Linked DNA regions of Mus musculus: region 1 is linked to region 2. A link is a contact called in public Hi-C data. All regions are on one chromosome and are shown on one strand. The core of a region is the stretch at or near the end of the contact, and the rest is flanking DNA. Distances in the headings are between cores, read along the strand shown. Region 1 holds the start of Lifr (LIF receptor alpha). Region 2 has its middle 14 kb from the start of Gm30971.

The links. A called contact is a pair of places that touch in the nucleus more often than the background predicts.
Region 1: a Hi-C map of stem cell-derived neural stem cells shows a contact between it and region 2, with 2.3 times the contacts expected there. The contact joins the promoter of Lifr here to the enhancer-like site in region 2. A contact is called at or near these places in 2 of 39 promoter capture datasets (macrophages and stem cell-derived epiblast-like cells), 1 of 15 datasets of contacts at CTCF or cohesin (the NIH/3T3 cell line), 20 of 484 Hi-C or Micro-C datasets (B cells, the HL-1 cell line, the Patski cell line and 10 more), 7 of 115 datasets of contacts at active chromatin or transcription factors (the 230-238 cell line, embryonic stem cells, extraembryonic endoderm stem cells and 1 more) and 4 of 9 other capture datasets (adipose tissue, liver, macrophages and 1 more).

Annotation. Positions count from the first base shown.
Region 1 is chr15:7,124,515-7,131,983 of GRCm38.p6, forward strand. It overlaps Lifr (LIF receptor alpha), which reads left to right and starts at 5,058. Exons shown (of 20, transcript NM_001358593.1): 1 at 5,058-5,312.
Region 2 is chr15:7,056,675-7,063,919 of GRCm38.p6, forward strand. No RefSeq gene overlaps it. Among named protein-coding and RNA genes, the nearest start is that of Gm30971, 14 kb to the right of the region's middle. Within about 2 kb of position 5,492, at least 20 of the 459 cell types and tissues checked have an H3K27ac peak or open chromatin away from gene starts, as enhancers often do. A contact at or near this core is called in cerebellum and stem cell-derived neural stem cells, where this site is marked.

The DNA.
Region 1 (7,469 bases), core at 3,808-6,307, 67 kb after region 2:
CTTGGTAAAGGAGGAGGAGGAGGAGGAGGAGGAGGAGGAGGAGGAGGAGGAGGAGGGTCATAGGGAAGGGAGGAAGAGATGGGCTAAGAGTGAGACAGGTATGGAGACAACAGAAGAAAAGAGGAAGGAGGAGGGAGGAGGAGGAGGAAGAGGAAGAGAAGAAAGAAAGAAAGAAAAAGGAAAGAAAGAAAGAAGGAAGGAAGGAAGGAAGGAAGGAAGGAAGGAAGGAAGGAAGGAAGGAAGGAAGGAAAGAAAGGAAGGGAGAGTGAGTGGGGAGAGAGAGGTGGGGGAGAGAAAGCAGGCAGGTCAGAAATCAAGGATGCTAAGAAGAACAGGAAGGATGTGAAGTGAAGATTCCAATCAGACCAATGCTCACTGAAACCCTGGAGGAAAGGAAGAGGGGATGAGGAAAGACAGGAAGGGTTTATTCCCCAAGGTTATCCCTGCCTTCCTTCAGAGGCTTTCTCAGCTTGCTGCTTTCCCCCAATGAATCTTAAGTCGAGGCTTCTGGCTCAGGAACTTAGCTTTAACAACCCGAGGCAGTTAAACTTTCCCCAGTTTAAATGCTTGACCTACTAGACTGGTCTCTAGGAGCCTTGGGGTGATAGCAAACAGTACAAGGAAGTATAGGAAGAATATTCTATAGGGATCTCAGCCATACCCACTCAGGCCTCACATTCCCTCCCCCAGGCTTTGCCCTCTCTGGACAGCTGGCTGCTCTAACCACTACTCCACCCAGCACCTCCAACCACTACTCCACCCAGCACCTCCAACCACTACTCCACCCAGCACCTCTGTGCTCAGATGATGCATTTATCTAAAAGGACAACGATGCTGAGATTCATAGCATATATCACTTGTGTGTGACGCAGATATGTCACGCATCTTTACAAAAGGACGTTGACACAGTGTGCACTAAAGGCAATGCATGGTGGGCAGAGAAAAATGTCTGGCCAAGGAAACTGTAGCAAAATTGACACAGTGATGTGTCACACTATAGCAATGAAGTTACTTGAGTTTTTTTCTGCCCACAAAAAAGTCTTAGACTTTTGTATATTCCTCATATAAATACTCTTTTTTGTTTTTCAAGACAGGGTTTCTCTGTATCGCCCTGGCTATCCTGGAACTCACTCTGTACACCAGGCTGGCCTCGAACTCAGAAATCCCCCTGCCTCTGCCTCCCAAGTGCTAGGATTAAAGGCGTGCGCCACCACACCCGGCATAAATACTCTTTTGACCAGGTTCCTTGACGAGTTTGGCCCAGGAATAATTTCTCCTAAGTGAAACTATGATTTCTTTTACTAGACAGTGAGAGTTATGGGAACTCCCACTTCCCCTACTTCATGGTTATGGGGAAGCTTGGAGTTTAATTTTGTATTTATATCCTATTACTTGCCTCAACCAGGTGTATTATTATTATTATTATTAATAGTTTTAAATGTTTGTCTTCCTATGTAAACTTCTTTTTGGAAGAAAGCACAGTACAAATAATCAGAGTACAAACAAAATACAATTCAGTCAGTGCCCTGCTAGAGATGTGATGCGTTACCAATGTATTTTATGTGATACCTCTGAAGCCATTTTAGCTGGAAGAGAATATATTTGGGACAGGATTCTGGGGAGATACTTTGTTTCATGGTGTTTATTGCTTTAAACAAACAAACAAACAAACAAACAAAAAAACCAAAAAAACAAAAACCAAAAAAACCCATGTCCCTTAAATAGCATTCCAAACCACTTTGGGGAAGGAATATCAAATCTAGAGCAAATGAGCTGATTACCCTCATATGTCTTCTTACAGGGATCTAATTAAAGTTTTGAATCTTGTCCAAAACTGTGCTCTGAAATAAACCAATTTAAATCTACATTCATCTGTCAGACTGAAAATGAGGAGTGGTTTCAGCCACTTCAACCACTCGCCAGTGAAGAACTGTGCTTAATTTGTAGATTCTTATCTGGTTCCAACAGTTCTTCCAGGAAGACAGCATGCCTTCCTTGCCTTGCTGACTGACAAGCTCTATACATATGAGGTCATTCATCAAGAGAAGCTGTCTGAAGGGCCACGGTGATGCTGAGATTCAAAAACAAACCTCCCGTCATCTCTGCTTTGCTGCTGTATTTTTGTTCTGCGAAGGACAAAAGCCTTTTAATCCTAGAATGTTTATTATGGGTTATCATTATTATTATTGTTTTTTAAATTCCTATAGAGAAGAGTAGAGGAGGAAGAGGAGAAGGAGGGAGAGGAGGAAGAGAAAGAAGAGGAGGGGCAAGAGGAGGAGGAATAAACAAAACAAAAAGGCAGGTAGACTAGGCAATTGCCGTGTAGAAGAGTCTGAGTCTTCACCATAGAGCAATGAGATGAGAAGAAAGCATCGAGCGTGAGGCTTCGGTATCTCACTGCCTTGTATCTATTCCATATCAGCTTGCCAAATAACTGACCCTTCTACCTCTAATTATGTGATTTATTATCTCGATGTCCTTATTTGTCTGTCAGACGTTTATGAAGATGTGTCAGGCTCTTCCTAATATGCCATTTAAATAGCAAACAAACATTATAGCATCTCATGAAAATGCAATCCATAGATATTATATAGAGTGATATTTAAAAACACACTGGATCCAGAAAAAGGAGACAAAAATAGGGTCCATCCATGGCACTTGCAATTGAGCTGTGACTCCTGGTTAATTTACTTTTTTTTTTTTTTTTTTTAACACAGAGATAAAAAGAATTGACTTGCCTCTGGCATCACTGATGGCAGAGTCCTAGCAAATGCCTTCACATGAGTTATGGACTGGTCCCATCCAACATGGTTACTGCTATTTTTAAAAGTGGTTTCTTTATAACAAATGGTATCTATCTTATGTAAATATGAAACCATTCTTTCTCCTAGAGAAGTGTGCATACTGCAATTCTTCTAGCCATTCCACAGAATCATGAAAGTGTTACAGATTTCAACAAACAACTTGTGACGAATTTCCCAAACTCTTGCCTGTGGAATGGGTACATACAAAGCGGGTTTTTCTGTGATGGCAAACTTCCAGATAGCTTTTCTCCGTCCCTATACGAGAAAACCTAGGCAGTATGTTTATACGACCATGTGTGCTTTGTACAATTTGTAAGGTAAGGTAACTTAGCCACTATGGCTGAGACAGAGGCCTCTTTCTGGCTGCCCGGCCTCTTTGTTCCCCCAGGTGCTGAGTGGTTCTGGACCGTGTTGGATATTCTCATTTGTTTTGTTTTGTTTGCTCTTTTAAGAGGGCCACCCAAACTGCACAAACTTCAGGCCCCACGAAATTTGTATCTGTTCCTACATGTGGGAACAGAACTCAGTTCACAGGTGTGTTATAAGGATTAAATAGTAAATTCATATCAAGAGAGCAAGGCCACAGGGGCCAGCGTTCTATGCAAGGTGAAAATCATGTGGTTGTCTTGTCTGAGGTTTACTTATCTATTTTTTTCCATGCAAAAGGATGCTAGGTCCTGGACAACGAGGCTGTGCCATGCTTTTCATGAACTCTAGATATGTATGAGTCTCTTTAGTTATTAAACATTAAACATTCTTATTTTGTTTACCTTAGGTACAAAGATAGCAATATTATTCTACATTAAAACACTTGAATCTATTTTTTTCTTCTGACCTGAAAACAAATGAAAATACTTTTGTTAGCTCCTAAAAGCTCTGTGAGCCATAGGTGCTGTGTCTAATAGAAAAGACAGAATACTGCAATATGAATACCAAGTCTCTCAAGTTGTGGGAAAGAATGGGGATAAAGGAAAAGCAATATGGTCCAACTTAAATGGGGGCGGGTTCAGCACAGTCCAGAAACAGTCATGGACAGCAGGAGGCACTTCATGTTCAAAATATGCACTTTAGTGGAGTTGGTCACTAGGATACTCTTAGTGACTTTATTTTGAAAGATGTTATTAAGAATTTATTTTTTCATGCAGTATATTTTCAGGTGTCTTGTTGCCCATTTTGGAGTTACATTATTAACGGGGGATATTTATTTTAGAAAATAAGCTTCATCCTGCCGATTTGCAAATTGCTGTAGATTCTAAAGTCTAGAATTTCAGTCAAAGGTCCCTCACAAACTCCTTGGCCCTGGCGCACCAGATAAATCACATCTGAAAACAAACAAGCGGCTCCCTATGGAAGGTGTGTCTGCACAGCCATGTGACTGCGTGCCAGTGGCTCCGTCTGGCACATTTCTGAACTTTGCAAAATTAATTGTGCTAAAGAGAACACCATCAAACGCGTCCGGCACAGAGCGTAAACATCTTCAAACCACGACTCTGCGCCATAAAACACTCCTACCAATTTCATTTGGTGCATTACTCTGGAAGGAACACCGAGGCCAAGTGAAACTGCGGAAATGGGAACAATGCACGGAGGAAAAATCTCACCCCATTAAGGGATCCGTTTCTTCTCTGCACAAATAAGCCCAACACGCCTCAGAGGCACGACTAGATGGCTCCAGGATGTTCTCAGTTGCCCCCGCAGGCCCTCAGGAGCTGAGAGGTCCCCTCACCAAGAAAGTAGGGGAACTGAGTGGCAGCGCCCCGGCTTGGGGGCAGTTTAGGTAATGCACAAAATCAGAAAGAAAGAAAGGAAAAAAAAAAAAACCCGCAGTAATTGGCGTCCGTGTGCCTTTTCGGGGCGACACGAGTTTCCTCCTCCGCGCACGGCTTGCAAAGTGCAATGACAGCGGTTTGGGAGCCGCGCTGCTTCCCGCAGGGCCGCCTGGGCTCCGCTGGCCTTTCCGGAGGCTTTGCACCCGCAGGGCCGCTGCGCTCTCGCCCGCCGCTCGGTGACCTTGCAAGGCTGGCCGCGCGACCGGAGTCTCGGCAGAGGCACCTCCCTGGGCGCCGGGCCCGCGCGCGACCCAGAGGCTCCGACTCACGCGCGGCCTCGCGGGCCCGCGGGCCCGCGTCCCCGTGCGCGCGGCAGGGACGGCGGAGAAGGCTGCGGGGGCGCGCGGGGCGGGGCCTGGGCGGGGCCTGGGTGCTGCGCCCCCCGCCGAGCTCCTCGCAGGCGCCGCCTCCGGGCGCGCAGTCTGCGCCGGAGCGTCTCGGCAGTGGCCGCGGCCGTTATCGTCGCCTGGCGCTGCGGTGGCTCGCGGGGTTGGGAGAAGGCAGCGGCGGCCGGTCGTCGGTGGCCGCTAGAGCCGGCCTGCAAGGGGACAGGGGCGCCAGGACGGCGGCTGCTACCACCGGACTGCTCCTTCAGGACTGCAGTCCTGTGCTGCAGGGTCCGGGCTGCCCCGGGGCGGCGGCCGACTGGGATGGCAAGATAGCGGCGCGGGAGCGGCTGGTGAGTGCGGGGGCGCGGCGCGGCAGCCCGGAGCGCGTGCGGGGGGCGCGTCCCCGGCTCTGGGGCAACGCCACTCGGGCTCACGCCGTCCGTGCCAGCCGAGGGGTCAACCCTGCAGCCCGCGCCCACGCGGGCTACACCGCGGGAAACTTGTGCGGCGCGAAGGGCACTGAGTTCCAAGGCCAGAGGTTACCAGGGGGATGGGCAGGACCTTTAATTCCCCATTCGGAGCTGCGACCTGCCAGATGGTTTCCTGCCCCTAAACCTCAGCGCTTCAGAAAAGTAGTTCCTCGTCCTTTCTGTTTTGATGGTGCATTTGACTGACCTGTCTGTAGTTCTAGGTGCTTGTGTCCGAAGGCGCTAAACTTATTAAACTCCCAAGTTAAAGTGTAGGCAAGCAAAGTTAGGCTTCCTAATGGATGGCTTTCCGGATGTGTTGTCTAAAGCACAAAGCTGAGATCGTGGACCCAGACGCACAGAAAACTGCACAGCAAGTGTTGTGAACTTACACAGGAGCTTGAGTTATGTGATTCTAGCCCCCACTTCAGCTGCCAAGACACACGAATCTTTCGTTTACACTAGGGTTATCTTTGGGTCCCTTTCTGTAGCTGTGTTTAATGCAGTCAGATACTGAAAGGACACGTGCGCTGTTACTGACTGACAGTTACATGCATTCTTTGCGTTTACTTTGTTTCTTTAAAGTGGGTTTTTCAGCAGAACTTTCAGTTTAAACTTTGCCATCCAATGCCTTCCCTTGCATATTTAACCCAGCAAATAATATTTGCTTAGAGTTGACCTGACTTTACGTTAGTCAGGAGTTCAAAAGCGGTGCCCACGTTATATTTAAAGCACCGCCCCCAGTGAAAAACTAAAGCATTTGTTTATTGCAACTGATGCCGTCCCCTCCCCTTGCAGGATTATCTTGACACAGATCTGAAGTCATACTCCACTAGGAGCAGAGGCTCCTCGGGTGAGACTGGCAGAGGGAAGCAAATCTCAGCATAGCCTGTGCTTTTAAAAAACACTGGACTGTGCTCTTTTCTTTCTCTCCCTGACTTTCCTTCTTCCAACCAGGTGGAAACTGTGTTCATTTGGAGGCATCCATGAGGAACCTTAAGCTCAGTTTCAATAGGAGGCGTATTGTCAAGGAGGCCGGAGCTGCTGTTTGCTCTCAGGCCAGAGTTGAGCTGAGGTGTGTTTGCCTTGTGAGAGGTGAGATCACAGGCTGCTCTGCTCCAGTGAGTGGAGACTTGGAGTCTCCTCTGGGGAATGAGGACCGAGGACTGTGCTTTTAAAACCAAATGAATTATTTCCTGAGTTTTAAAAACTTTTGCTACGGAAGACTCATTTTTGGGGGGACTGTGTTAGGAATAGTGTAGTGATGGTGTGAAGACGTTACCATATTAATTTGTGGGGCACCTCTTCACATTAGAGAAAATCCACTGGTTACGTAGTTCAGAGTAAAGGGCACATCTCTCTCCTACCACTCCCTTAGCATCAGTAAGCACCAGCTTTCTGGCTCTTTTCTCTCTCCGAATGTAGCCCAATGCTTGGTAGCATTTTGCTCTTTTTTGTCTTTCTGCTGGCTGGGATAGTCGCATGCCCTGTTCTGTACCAGCTCTTTGCCTCCCCATGAAGTCCTAAGTCCAGACAGTCTCCAGTGTTCTTCCCACCCCCATCCCTCCATCCCCCGAGGGAGCCACCTCCCTCTCCCTCTGACACAACATCTGAGAACTCCTTTAAGGATAAGCCATATTTTACTTAAGGTTCTCTTTCTTCACAGGTATAGTCTTCTGATATCTTGCTGTGAGGTTGTTGTAAAGCACTTTTCTTTTTGAGGCTTTTAAGTGGGTTTCAGTTATTCCCAGGGCCCCAAAGTTGCGTCCTCACATTGCAGGAAGTGGAGGCAGCTCTGCCCAGTGCACATTCTCTGATTTAATGACTCCAAAGTGACCCATGGGGATTTGTGGCATCTTTGCTGTGAAATGAGAGCTATGATGGCCAGGACCTAAAGTCATCCTCCTAATGACAAAACAAAGTAAAACTGTGCACTTACAAGAATAATCCACCAGGCCCTGTGTGGAGCCTTTAATCCCATGACTCCTGAGGCAGGGGCAGGTGGATGTCTGTGAGTTCTATGCCAGCCTAGGCTCCGTA
Region 2 (7,245 bases), core at 4,242-6,741:
GTACCACAACTGTGGCCATAAAGTTCCATAAATGGCATGCAAGGTAGCACAACTGTTACTTGTACCGACCCTCAAATGGAGGTATTAATTCAGTTCGTTTTTTTCTTTTTTCTTTTTTACAAACTGTTTGCACACTTCATACACAGGCCTTTGTTGATAGATAACTAACGAGTTGAAAGGAACACGAGCCTGTGTTCAAAAGACAAGTCTGCTGTCAGTCAATGCTGTGGCCCAGCCCTCCCTTGTTCTGGACATTCCCCAAGACGCATAGTCACTAAAGGTTTAACTATAAAAAGATGGCACAATAGGGTTCTATTCTCATGGAAGTAAGCTGGACTCTAATTAATATACCAGAGCTGAGTCATCTTGTTTTTTCAGGCTCCTGAATGGAAATGCCATCTCCCTTAGCTGGGATTCACCGCCAGTTAATTACTCTATACCTACTTCCTTTTTTTTTTTTTTTTTTTTTTTTTTTTTTTTTTTTTAAGGTGGGGGAGTAGAGAAAAAACAGCAAAGTTAAAACCACCAGAAGCTTCAAGACAACACCTAAGAAATGGGACAGCCTGGGAAGTTACCAGCCTTGCCCCATGTCAAGAACCCAGCAGTTGGACATTTTCCCTCTCACACTTAAGGAAGGAATCTCATTTTATTGAAAGAATCCTACTGCATTTGGTGGCGAGCTTCTCCCTGTCATCCTCCATGATACATATTTCAGGCTTTCCAACCCATCTCCAAGTCTTCAAACCCATCAACGCCTCCCCCACCCCCATAGGCCCACAAAGGGCTTTACCTAGTGGGTATTGGGCAATAAGATAGGCACGGCAGGGAATGCCAGTCATCTTTTCCAGTTTTGCCCTACCCAGTGTGTGAAGCTGGATCCATCTTTTTCTGGGGCCCCAAGTGTCCAAGAGAGAAGTATTTGTCCTAAAGTTTCAGGCAAATTCTCTGTTAGGGGCTGGAGATTGCATCTGTGATAGATATTCTAGGTTATCAACTTCACTGCACCTGTAATTAACTCAAATTCAAAAATGGTTGGCATGTCTGTTTGGGTTGTGTTTCTTAGTTGTATCATTTGAAGTGCGAAGATCCACTTCTAATCTGGATCTTGGAGATGGGAAGGCACATTTTTGATCCAGATCTTTTGAGGTGGGAAGTCCACCTCTAATCTGGGCCACACCTTTTGGTGGCAGCATATATATAGGACATCAGAGACACAAGTTGTCTTTCATTATCTGCTTCCTCCCACCCTCATTAGCAAGTCCATTCCTTCTTTATTCTACTTCTTTGGGATTCTGGAATCTATTGAAGATCACCCTGTGGATTCTTGAACTTTCTGTACATAAGCAGCCATTGTTGGGTTAGCCGAACCACAACCTTTAAATCATTCTAATAAATTCCCTTCCTGTGTGTGCCTATGTGTATATATGTATATGTGTATATGTCATATACAAAGAGAGAGAGAGAGAGAGAGAGACAGAGCGAGAGAGAGAGAGAAACAGAGAGACAGAGAGAGATTCGTTCTGTAAGTTCCATTACTCTAGAGAAGCCTGACTAATGCACCATCTTTTCCTTAGGAAGTCTCTAGGAAGTTGATCCTTTCATGACCTCTATTGTATTTTTTCTGTATCTCTACTCACAAAGGAATGTCCTCAGATTCCTTCACCTTTATGAAATTAAAAACAGACACCCACACACACAAGATGTCACAGTTTTCTTTAATGAGGTTTCTTCTCTTGTTCAGAGATAGCCCTTTCTTTCATTTTTCATTTCTGTGTGTACCAATGTGTGGATGCATATGTGTGGGTACACATGAGTAGCGGCCAGAGGACACCCTCAGGTGCCCTTTCTCAGTGTACTCCACTCTGTTTTATTAGACATATTTGCTTATTAGCTTGGAACTTGCCCTTTGGGCTGGCAGAGAGTCCCAGGGAACCTCCTGTGTCCATCTCACAGGTGTTGGCACTACAAGCACAGTGCACACCTGGTTTATCCTACGTGCATCCTAAGGATTGAACTTGGGCCCTAAAGCTTGCACCACGCTCACTGTATTGGGTGAGCTATCTCCCAAGCTCCCAAGTCAGTAATTTAGAGCACGTGGCACCTGCTACCTCCTCTCCCTCATCTTCACTTCTCCATCTTAGCAGAAACTTTTGTCATTAAGAGTTTCCTAGTTGCCCACCCAATGGGTATACTTCTATCTTTTTGAACTTTTCACTCTGTTGGACACTCTATTTTTCATGTTTTTATAACTTGTATTTTGGGGGGAGGGAGGGGTGTGACCATGCTATCACACTTATATGAAGTTTAGGGATCAACTTTGGGGAGTCTGCTCTATCTTTCCACCAAATGGTTCCTGGGGATTGAATTCAGGTCGTCGGGCTAGAGGATAAGAGCCTTTACTTCCTGAGTCAACTCATTGGCCTGGCTTTGAATACTCTTGTCTCCACTCTCCCAACCTGCAACCATTCTCTGACTTTGTCCCAACTCTTTGGCTACTGTGCCTGCTCCTCTCTTGTTTCTACTAAATGGAAGAGTCCCCTGGGGGTCTATTCTGACCATTCATTAGGCTTATTAAAATAAAACAAACAAAAAGCAAACAAGCAAACAAACCCTCAAAACATTTCATTATGTTTTAATTGAAAATATTTTTTTCCTAAAATATATTCTGGTCACAGTTTCTTCTCCTTCATCTCCTCCCAGATCTCTATACATCCCCACACATCCAACCCTGTGCTTTCTTTCTAGAAAACAAAGAGGCAAGTCAAAACAACAATAACAAAATCTAGAACTGTAAAATAAAGAAAAAGAAATACACATACAGAGAGGCACACACAAAGAAAAACAAAACCAATAAAACCTCCAAACCAGAAAACATAATATATCTGAAAAGACTAGCAAGATACAAAATACCCAAGCAAATCAGTATAAGACAAAAAATAAAAATCTACAAAAACAAACAAACAAACAAACCCAAAAAACAAAAAAAACCCTTGAGTTTTCTTTTGGTCATCTACTGCTGGCCAGGAGGCCTATCTTTTGCTTTGCTGTTCCCAGAGGTGTGTGTGTGTGTGTTTCTCCTATATAACTAATCCTTTCTCTATCCTTTAAAATTCTTCAGAATGTCTTCAGTTACCCTAGTAAACCCACTTTGGTCTTTCTTAGCTGGCCCTGACCAGACTCACATCAGCCTCTTCTCTTAATACTGCCTGCAAATTTTCTATAGAAATCTTAGTGATTGCTGGCAATTACCCAAGCAAGCTTCATTTTTCCTTGATTCCACATCTTAAAATATTTTATTGATTTTGCTTCTAGCACAGTTTTTAAAGTGTGTACCTATGTTTGGCTTTGAATGCATTTTTTTAAAAAAGATTTGTTTATTTTGTGTATGTGAGTACACTGTCAATGTCTTCAGACACATGAGCAGAGGGCATTGGATCCCATTACAGATGGTTGTGAACCACTATGTGGTTGCTGGGAATTGAACTCAGGACCTCTGGAATAACAGTTAGTGCTTTTAACTGCTGAGCCATCTCTCCAGCCCCATAGAGCACATTCTTTTACTCATCTTACCAATCAAATTCTAAGACTTTCTCCCAATCTCAGTAACTCCATCTATCACAGATTTTAGCAACTCACATTTCAGTTCTGTTTACATGGCTGTTTGAGTTCAAGACAAGAGTTATTTTGTTAAATCTGTTTTCCCACTGTACAGCATAATACCCACATGAGCAATAAATTCACTTGCTAGATGGATGAGTGAAGTAAGAGATCTCACTATCTTATGTTCCAGACCTTGCATCTACCTAAGCCAAACTCAGAAGACACTAGTAGGGTTGTCCCATCAAATCTGAAGATAATTCTTCTAAGCCAACATTCCTACCCTTACAAAATGAGGGGCACCAATTGTAAGTCTGTAAAAATAAATGTGGCTCCTGTTGGTAGAAACATGCTTGTTATGCCTTGCTAGTAGTTGTGGAAATGAATTGCAGCCTTAGGTTAATGGGTATCCCTCAGTCAAGGGGATGTGGTGTTAGCTAGTGGAGAGAGAAGGTGCCCTGGAGCTAGTGTCCTATTTATAGCTGGTGTTGACTCTTCCAGCTTACTGAAGTACTAAACCGTGACATTGGCCTTTCCTCTCTTATGGCCCTTTGCTGACACAAGAGTCAAAGAAAGGTTTGCTCTTCTATTTTAGAATGTCTTTGTTTCTAGGTTAAGAATAGCACCTATTGAAAGCCGGGGAAAGTTTTGCTGAAGTTTCACTCTCTTGGAAGTCTGTGCATCTTACAACCTCAGAATGAGCTAGGGCTCTTTCTCTCACCAAATGGCAATGTGTTCAAGAGTAAGAAGCCATGATTTTCTCTCTCTCTTTTGCCATCCCTGGGGCCAAACTTAGCTCTCTACTTTCAGAATGCAGGTTATCAGAGCTTAGTAATTGTTTAGGAATAGGATCACCAATCATACATTAAAATAATTTGTCTCGAATAAAGGTGTAAAATAATTGTAAAATCACCATCTTTCTGCTCACTGCTCCAAGATGCAGGAAGACCCCAACCAAGGGATACAATGCCGAAGCACATGTTCTTTGTATACAATAACACAATTTTTCAGATAATTTCTAGGGTTAAAATAATATATATTTTAAAAATTACAGTGAAAAGTTTTCGTATAATCAGATATAATTACAATACCACGCCAATGGTGTGTATCATCATTGAAACAGTCATTGGACTTAGTCAAACCATACAATTGGAAGAAATATCAATGATTTTTAGGTTGTTGAATTGGAACCACTTCCAAATTCTGGGTGTGTATAAATCCATGATCCCCCACTCTCACCCCCTTCAGGCTCAGAACTTATCATTAAACTGACATGAACATTTGATAAAAGGACCTTTAGTTTAAGACTTTTGGGTCTTTGAAACCACTCTGCAGTAGTTAATTTTCAAGCTAATTCCAGGGGCCTTTGCTTTCTGGCATCTTCATATAGTGAATAGGTCTGCCATGCATACTACTACCCGCTCATAGGGTAGCTACCAGCTGGCTACTCTTTCCAGCTGTTGCTTGCTCTGAGATACATAGGTTTTCCCTATCTCTTGTTCTGAGCAAAATAACAAACAAATAAATAACTTCTCGCCCTCTCTGTTTCATTCATAGTCCAAAGGACTGGATGCTTCTACCTGGTAGTCACAGTAACAAAGGAAGCATCCAGGTGCATCTTGGTCCCACCTTAGAGGCTGAGGGCACCAGGGAGTGGGGACAGATGTAGGATGGGAGTGACTGTGTCCTGAGACCTTGTGCTGGAAGAGCTAAACATAATTTTGATCTGAATGGAGGTAAAAAATCAATGTTTTTCTTCCCTCCCAGGACTAGTTAGCCTAGCTGCTTCCCCAAACAAAGTGCCCGGCAAGAGATGTGGGCAGAGAAGAAAGAACTCCAAGCTGTTCATATGGAGGGGCTGACAGCTGCTCCACTCTCTGAGCCAAAAGTTACACAGAGCAAGCCCAGGTCCCAGTCAGGCCAGGAGGTCCACATCCAAGAGCCTGACCCTGCCACCTTGCCTTTACCCCAGTGTGGAGCGACACTTCCTGAGGGCAGGTCCACACCCCAGGGAGCTCCTGGAGGCAGGAGCATGGGTCATCAGAAGGTTTCTGTTTTCCTCCATCAGTAACTCTGCACATGGAGGAAAGGACTGAGGAATATCCCTCTCGCAGTAAACAGCCCAGACCAATTTGCACCCAGTGGCTGAGCTGTAATCTTTTCAATATGCATTGCATACTTGCAACCAAGGTTTCTACTGCCCTGGTACAAATAAGATTGCAATCAGTCTGTCCAAGGAGCCCCCCCCCCCATCAAAGCATCAGTCTTTGGGAAGAAATGCCAGTCACGGACCCTAAATGTCCTTTAATGTCAGGGGATGGGGGGTTAGGCCTGCAACCAGTTCCCCTAGGAAGGCAGCTAAAGTGGGGTTGGAGGTTGCTGGGCCAAAGGCTGCTTACTTTTGGCAATTTAACTCCTTTAACTCTTTGCTGTTCTGTGGCCAAAAATTGCTAGCTTCTGGCAATTTAACTCCTGCTGGTAGCAGCAGGGAATTAAGAAAAAGCTTAATTACTTGGGCTCTTTTCTCTCTGGCTCAAGGCCCCTCACTGGCTAAGCAAGAGGCTCAGATTTGTTAACTCTTTGTGAGCCAGAGAAAAAAGAAAATGAAGAAAGTCAGGCACACACACACACACACACACACACACACACACACACTCTTGTCAGGCTCAACTGACTACCTGTTTCATCAATTTCACAAGTGCACATACACACTTTATATGCATACGCATATACCTACATATGTATATATGTACATACATGTAGATACACAGATATATATACATATACACATTTGATGGATGGAGCAGAGCCCCCAAACCCCAGTTTATTTCTTTTCTTAGCCTTTTTATACCTTCTTAGACAGAAGTTCTTTATAAAATTCCCTCAAAGATAAAATGCTACAGAAAAGGGGAGTAAAAGAAGGATGCCAATAGTGAATTCAAAGCAGTGCTTCATTCTGTAAGCTCATTATAAGTTTAAAGCAACAGTTTCCCACGGCCTTGCTTTATCATAGGCACACCTGTGGTTTTATCCGTGGACCTGACCTAGAATGAATGTTTTTCCTTGATCACAAATTTGTCCCTAGCCTATTTCTCTTCCTAGTACGATTTATGAAAGCTCACTGTATTCCTTATTATGGAGTCTTTACTTACTTTTCTAAGAGGAGGGGACACATCCCATTCTTGATTCTAACTGTATTACACCTTTCTGGCAAAACAACTAAAATAATCTCCTTAAACTTTTTTCCTAAAATTATTTGAATCAAATCAGGAATGCTATAAAGTCATTAATTCATCTAAACAGCATTAATTCATGAGCGTTCATCTTCATGTTGATCTGCAGGAAATTTGTCCAATAGGGTGGGCTGATGCCAGGCATCCTTAGGCTATGTGATAATTGCAGAAAAGGCACATTAATCCTGGGAAGCAAATCCTGGGCCAAAGTCCCTGGGGCTGGGCCTCTCCGGAGTGCACCTATCACAGCCATGTAAAACTGTGGGCCATCTCCAGGAATCTCACTTTCTTGCCGTAGCCTTTCCTAGCTTTCCTGTTATTTTCACAAGCAAATTCCCTCCTGCTTCCTTAGCTGGAAGACAGTCGGCAAGCTTAGTCATAAGAAGCAATGGCCCTTCTCTTCAGGCTTTCTTCA